2 separate regions of the Mus musculus genome follow, and region 1 is linked to region 2. A link is a contact called in public HiChIP or PLAC-seq data. All regions are on one chromosome and are shown on one strand. The core of a region is the stretch at or near the end of the contact, and the rest is flanking DNA. Distances in the headings are between cores, read along the strand shown. Region 1 overlaps Atp11a (ATPase, class VI, type 11A). Region 2 overlaps Arhgef7 (Rho guanine nucleotide exchange factor (GEF7)).

What was found. HiChIP or PLAC-seq counts read pairs in DNA pulled down with a chosen protein or histone mark.
Region 1: a contact with region 2 is called in an H3K4me3 HiChIP or PLAC-seq map of bone marrow-derived macrophages, with 5 times the contacts expected there. The contact joins two enhancer-like sites. A contact is called at or near these places in 7 of 39 promoter capture datasets (the 3T3-L1 cell line, cranial neural crest, hippocampal neurons and 3 more), 3 of 115 datasets of contacts at active chromatin or transcription factors (bone marrow-derived macrophages, embryonic forebrain and stem cell-derived neural progenitor cells) and 1 of 9 other capture datasets (embryonic stem cells).

Annotation. Positions count from the first base shown.
Region 1 is chr8:12,760,448-12,763,467 of GRCm38.p6, reverse strand. The region is part of intron 1 of Atp11a (ATPase, class VI, type 11A); the gene reads right to left. Among named protein-coding and RNA genes, the nearest start is that of Atp11a, 4.9 kb to the right of the region's middle. Within about 2 kb of position 1,312, at least 15 of the 459 cell types and tissues checked have an H3K27ac peak or open chromatin away from gene starts, as enhancers often do. A contact at or near this core is called in bone marrow-derived macrophages, where this site is marked.
Region 2 is chr8:11,780,922-11,783,754 of GRCm38.p6, reverse strand. It overlaps Arhgef7 (Rho guanine nucleotide exchange factor (GEF7)), which reads right to left. Exons shown (of 22, transcript NM_001372321.1): 3 at 2,516-2,600; 4 at 1,100-1,230. Among named protein-coding and RNA genes, the nearest start is that of Arhgef7, 54 kb to the right of the region's middle. Within about 2 kb of position 1,549, at least 12 of the 459 cell types and tissues checked have an H3K27ac peak or open chromatin away from gene starts, as enhancers often do. A contact at or near this core is called in bone marrow-derived macrophages, where this site is marked.

The sequences.
Region 1 (3,020 bases), core at 63-2,562, 980 kb before region 2:
GGCACAGGATATCATCGGAGGCACGAAGGCAGAGAGCTTAGGAACTCGGCTTGAAGGGCCAGAAGCCTTCAGAGTCCAGTCTGTCCCACATCCCTGGGATTGTATGCAATGAACTAAGGAAAGAGAATCTAGAATCTGCGATACTGCTGAACAAGACTGAAAGACTTGTTAACCGCTCCAGAGCCCGGGAATGCTCCCTTCAGAACTGCCCTGCAGCGCTTCCTCCAACCACAGCTAAGACGAAGGTGAGCATCAGCCAGCAGAGAGGTCACAGAGCAGCTGTACACGGGCACAGGATCCCTGGCACACACAGGGAGGTTATCTCCTCCCAAGATAAGGGAGTGACAGAGACAGGAGGCCTCAGTGCTGGGGCCAGGGTCCTAACAAGGGGAGAAGAGTTCACAAGGCACCTAAGGGTGATGGCAAGCAACAAGGCAGGCACCAGGCATCAGACGCTCAGGCCCCCACAGCCTTCACACTGCCCCCTTTCTCCACTGGACACACTACCCAGCTCAGACTCAGTCAGTCCCTCAGCCCTCGGGATGTTGCCCAATGGGACCTGCTGGACCAATGGTATGGTCTGAATACAAAGCATCCCCCTGCAAAAGGCTTATCATGGTGTGACCCCCAGCTGCCAGTCAGTCATGGCAGACAACTGGACTATGAAGGTTCTGACCTGATCAACAGATTAACATAGTAATGAATTCATAAATACTGGGGTCACTGGAAGGTACTAGAAAAACTAGGTGACTGGGATTGTGCCCTGGAAAGACAAAGACATACCTTGTCTCTGGGATGCCTGGTTCGATCTCTGGCTCATTTCCTCTCCCCACTTCTGTCTCTCTCCTTCCTCTCCTCTCTCACTTCTTTCCTGGCCACCTACCAAGAAGCAAGTCCTTTGATCTTCATGTAATCCCACAATGATGCCCAGTGGACCTTGTTTTCATGGTCTGAAACCATAAGCTAAAAGTACATCTTCTTCTTTCAACTGTTATCTGTGATGTCAAAAGGCGATCACGTCCTACCAGGAATCCTGGCTTGTATTCAGTTTGCTTCTCCATCCTGAAGTGGCTACCCCAAAATGGGGATCTCCATCTCTGACATAAAGTGTGAGTATGTAGACCACTTGAAGATGCTTTAGTCAGGTGAGAGGGATATCACCGAGGTCAAGAAGATGCTGGGGTGAACACCTTCCCCCACCCCTGAGAGTGGGATAAGACAAGGTGGGAGGGAGGAGAGTCTGGTCAGCTCCATTTGGTAAGCCATGAATGAGCAATGAGGACACTGACTGACTATACGCCATGGGGTAGATGATGTCACCCAAACAGGAAGAGGGTTGGGGCGGGATCCAGAGTACAAACTATAGAACTGGTCTCCATCAGAATGGGAACTGTTGTCCAAACCGGGGAGGAGGCCAGGACAGAAACAGCAGAGCTGTGGACTGTGCACAGGGATATGGTATGCTGTCTGCATCCTTTACAAACATCCAGGCAGGTTTTCAGATGCCCCATGAAGAGGGAGTGCAGGTCTGCTGAGAAGCAGGACAGCACATGGTGTCCAAAATGAGGTGCCCCACTCAAGGTGCATCAACCACATGGAGGGACTGTGTCCTAAACACTGTGGGCCCCTGGGAGTGGGCAGCACCTACAGTCCTTGCTTTACAGACCAGGAGACAGTCTGAAAAAGCTAACCAGCAGCCCCAGGTACCCACCCAGGTGGAGGCAGAAACAAAGGTGAGTGAGGACCCAAGAGACAGATGCCTAACCTCTAGAACTCTGCATCCACCCTGAGCTCCTCGGCCATCAGCATCCCAGCCAGGCAAAAATAGTACCTACTCAATCTTGTCATATTTCCAGTGCTGTAAAAATGGCTTTCTATTGATTTGTATTACAAATAAATAGCACTCTTACCTGCGTTTGACTCGGTTAAAAGAACATTTGTAAGTCTGAGATGTAGGAATCTCGCACCCGGCCTGTCGGTGTCAAGCAGAGGGCGCAGGCGCCCACAGCAGTTTGTGTGTGCAGCTGGGAGCACATCCTCCAGCAGGGCCCCAGGCAGGGAGGCACAGCGCGTGCCTGTTAACAGTCATGCCAGCTCAGCTAACTGTAAACTGAGGACAGCGTTCTCATTTCTGGAAACCTAACTGGCCGTAATGGTACAAGCCTCTCTCCCCTGGCTTATTAAATCCAGGCTCCGGCATGGAATGAAAGCATCTGATGATTGCTTGTCCTGATGAGTAGACGTGCAGTAGGGCTCCACGAGTGGGTAAGCTTTGGTGCAAGGAGTAACATGATTTATCCAACCTTTAACATTTAACCTAAAGGCTAACTATACAGCTGGAATGATTGCTCAGAAATGTCTAATCACAACACACCGGCCTCTGAAGGCAGGCAGGCGCTGGACAAACTTGTCTAGTTGCCGCCTTGTTAAATATGTGTTAAGTATAAACTTTACAAGTTCATCCTATAGCCTGCTTCCACTGTGTTGGACACGGACCATCCATTAGCTTGGGGGTTTTATGCCTAAGGAATCACTTACTTCAAACACCAGAAGGCCCTTGGTGGTTAAGTGGTTTCACTTTGTATCCGGGAATATGGACTCTGGGGGCTGAACAGGAAGGTCTGGATTCCCAGAGCTGGATTAGGAGCAGGAAGCCCAGTGAGAGAAGTCTCTTAGAACTGGCAAACTCACACTGAACCCTGACGTCCATGATACAAACCACCTGGTAATAAAAATGAAGAGGCCAGGTGTGGTGACATACACCTTTAATCCCAGCACTCAGGAGGCAGAGCCAGGCAGACCTCTGTGAGTTTGAGGCCAGACTGATCTATGCACTGAGTTCTAGGACAGCCTGAGTTCATAGTAAAACCCTATCCAAAAAGAAGGAGGATGAGAAGGAGCAGGAGAAGAGGACAGGGAAGGAAAAGAGGAAGAGAAGAGGGAGGGAGGAGAAGAAGATGAAGAAGAGGAGGAAGTAGGAGGAAGAAGAGGAGGAAGAGGAGAAGAAGAATCGTGCATGC
Region 2 (2,833 bases), core at 300-2,799:
ACCCTCATCTGAAGCCCACAGAGCATGTAGCCCGTGCTGAGAGTCGCCTACACACTAGTAAAATGGCTTTTAAAAACATAAGAGGAATGTGTCAGAAATCCACACTTAGATTCTGAGCAAGAAATACCTGTTGTCCCTTTCACTATGCCAATTGTGTGTTTTCTTGTTCTGAGAAGTTTCACATTTCCTCTTGGGGAACAAGGGCTGCCATCCCCCCAACAGCACCAGGACAGAGGCTGCAACCTCCTCCCCCACACACACATTCTCAGTCCAGGGCAGCCAGAGCTGACTGAGGAAGGCTTAGGAAGCAGGCTTTAGGCAGAGAAAGAGCTGACTTCAGTCTTCTGCTCTAAGGGAGTTGCACGGCTTAGCAGGTGCCCCCACCACGCAATCTTTCCAGCCAGTGGGATGGATGGCAGTCCCGATTCCCCAAGAGTCTCAGAGAAACTGGAAGCACTCCTGCTATGAGTCAAATGAGCAAGTCCTTCCAAAGGCTTAACAGGACACGGTTTCCCATGTGCTCTAACGTAACTCAAAAAGGAAGTTGTGGGGTCTGCTAATGGGATCTTAAGGAGTTCACGAGATTGAGTTTGGGTGGCTTCAGAGGGATGTAAAAAACAAAAAGAGGCGTAAGGATACAGCTGAACACAGCCCTGAGCGCCTCTGAGTGCTGTGCATCCTCACTGTAGTGCCTGCCCCACAACCTGGGGCCTGCCCTGTTCTCCTGGCAGCAGGCTCCTGAATCATGCTCTCTCTGTGGAGCCAGGTTTATGCATAAAGGTGATGTTTATTCTCAAATTCATGTGCACAGCGAGCGATTACCTGAGGGCTGGATGTCAAAGCATTCACCTCTCTAGAGAAGCAGCTGCAGCCTTCAGGATAAACCCAGATAAGCAAGTGTCCAAGAGCACTTGGCTCAGTATCTGTGGAGTCCAGTGAAAAGCACATGCCACCACACACAGCAGGAGCCACCCAGCAACGCCAGGAGCCCAAGGTGTCCCACATCCCGTCTGCATGGGCTCACGGATCCTCCCAAGCACTTTTGCAGACCCTTGTGCCCAAAATGTCTTTGAATCAAAAAATAAAACATCTTACTTACCAAGCTTCGGTACTGGCTCTGAAGCAATTTTGAAGTCCTACTGTGTGAAGACTGGGATCCCAGGGAATCAAAAGACTTTATCCGATGGGACGAAGGCCGAGCACACACAGAATCACTTCCTAGTCCAATGTCTGAAAAGGTGGAACACACACAAGAAGTGCTGAAGGCCTGATACCATGTGCCTTCAACACACACTGGGTCTAAAACCGGGCCAGTGTGGAGGGACACACCAGAAGTCCACAACAAAGCAGGCCATTCACACTAACAAAGAGCAGATTCTTCTGCTCCGTAAATGACGCGGTCATCCCCCAATTACCTCTCCAGGAGCAGTCTGCAGACGACTGACTTACTGGTTCTCTAATGTCATTCACGCCAGTCTATAGATGTCTGGAACAACAGGAACTGCTCAACGAGGAACTGCCAGGCACTTAAGTCTCCAGCACACAGCACACATGCCCTTCTCCAAGACCACACGCCACACAAGCCACACCGTGGAGGCAGGGATGAACAGCCACATGTCATATAAGCCAGTCATGTCTGAAGACAGCACACACAGAAGTAGCTGGCAGAGGCTACCCAGGCATGCACCACAGCACAGCCCACCGCTGACCAAAAATCATTGTGGGACTCAAGGCCACACTAAACAAGGGACTTGGAAACCAACTGTACTGGCTGGTTTTGTGTGTCAACTTGACACAGCTGGAGTCATCACAGAGAAAGAAGCTTCAGGTGAGGAAATGCCTCCATGAGATCCAGCTGAAAGGCATTTACTCAATTGGTGGTCAAGGGGAGGGAGGGCTCATTGTGGGTGGGACCATCTCTGGGCTGGTAGTCCTGGGTTCTATAAGAGAGCAGGCTGAGCAAGCCAGGGGAAGCAAGCCAGTAAGTCACATCCCCCCATGGCCTCTGCATCAGCTCCTGCTTCCTGACCTGCTTGAGTTCCAGTCCTGACTTCCTTGGTGATGAACAGCAGTATGGAAGTGTAAGCTGAATAAACCCTTTCCTCCCCAACTTGCTTCTTGGTCATGATGTTTGTGCAGGAATAGAAACCCTGACTAAGACACCAACATTGTGAGTGGTAAGGAGTGTGAAAGTACCACATGCTCTGAATCTTAACCGTGTACCAGTGAAGACACAGCCACACCCCAGCAGTGGCACAGCCCAGTGTTCTGAACCAACAGCCCCCACTCCTGCTGTAAAGTCAGGAGGCAGGAGATGCAGGGCTCAGGGAAAGGGCAGCTGAGGAGTGAAGGCTCCCTGCACCAGGAAGTGCTGCCCCAGCACTCACAGACCACCATCAGCGGAAGGTGAAATGCCAAATGAACAAATGAACAAAGGCTCATTTTACCTTGAGGACAGAAAACCAAAGCCATGAGCCTTCACATCCTCAATGGGAGGACACCTAAAGAGTCTTACCTGCTGTCACTTTATTTAGTGTCACCAAGGAGCTGAGGACCTTGTTAAAGTTCTGCCCCTGATACAAATCATTTGCATCAAAAGTCTGAAAGAAGAAAATAAAGCAAGAAAATTAGTACTGAGTTTTATGCTAGCACAGAATAAACAAAACTCCCGACAATATGTGGTTTCACATGGTCAGCAGCATTGTCTGAAAAACCCAAGAGACAGCACAGCCTCCAAGTGGCTCCCTGGGAAAGGAGTCCATTGGAAGTCCCTTGTGAGGATCTCCTTATGGGGCATCAAGCCCTTGGAAGAGCACCAAACCTAACTCGGCTC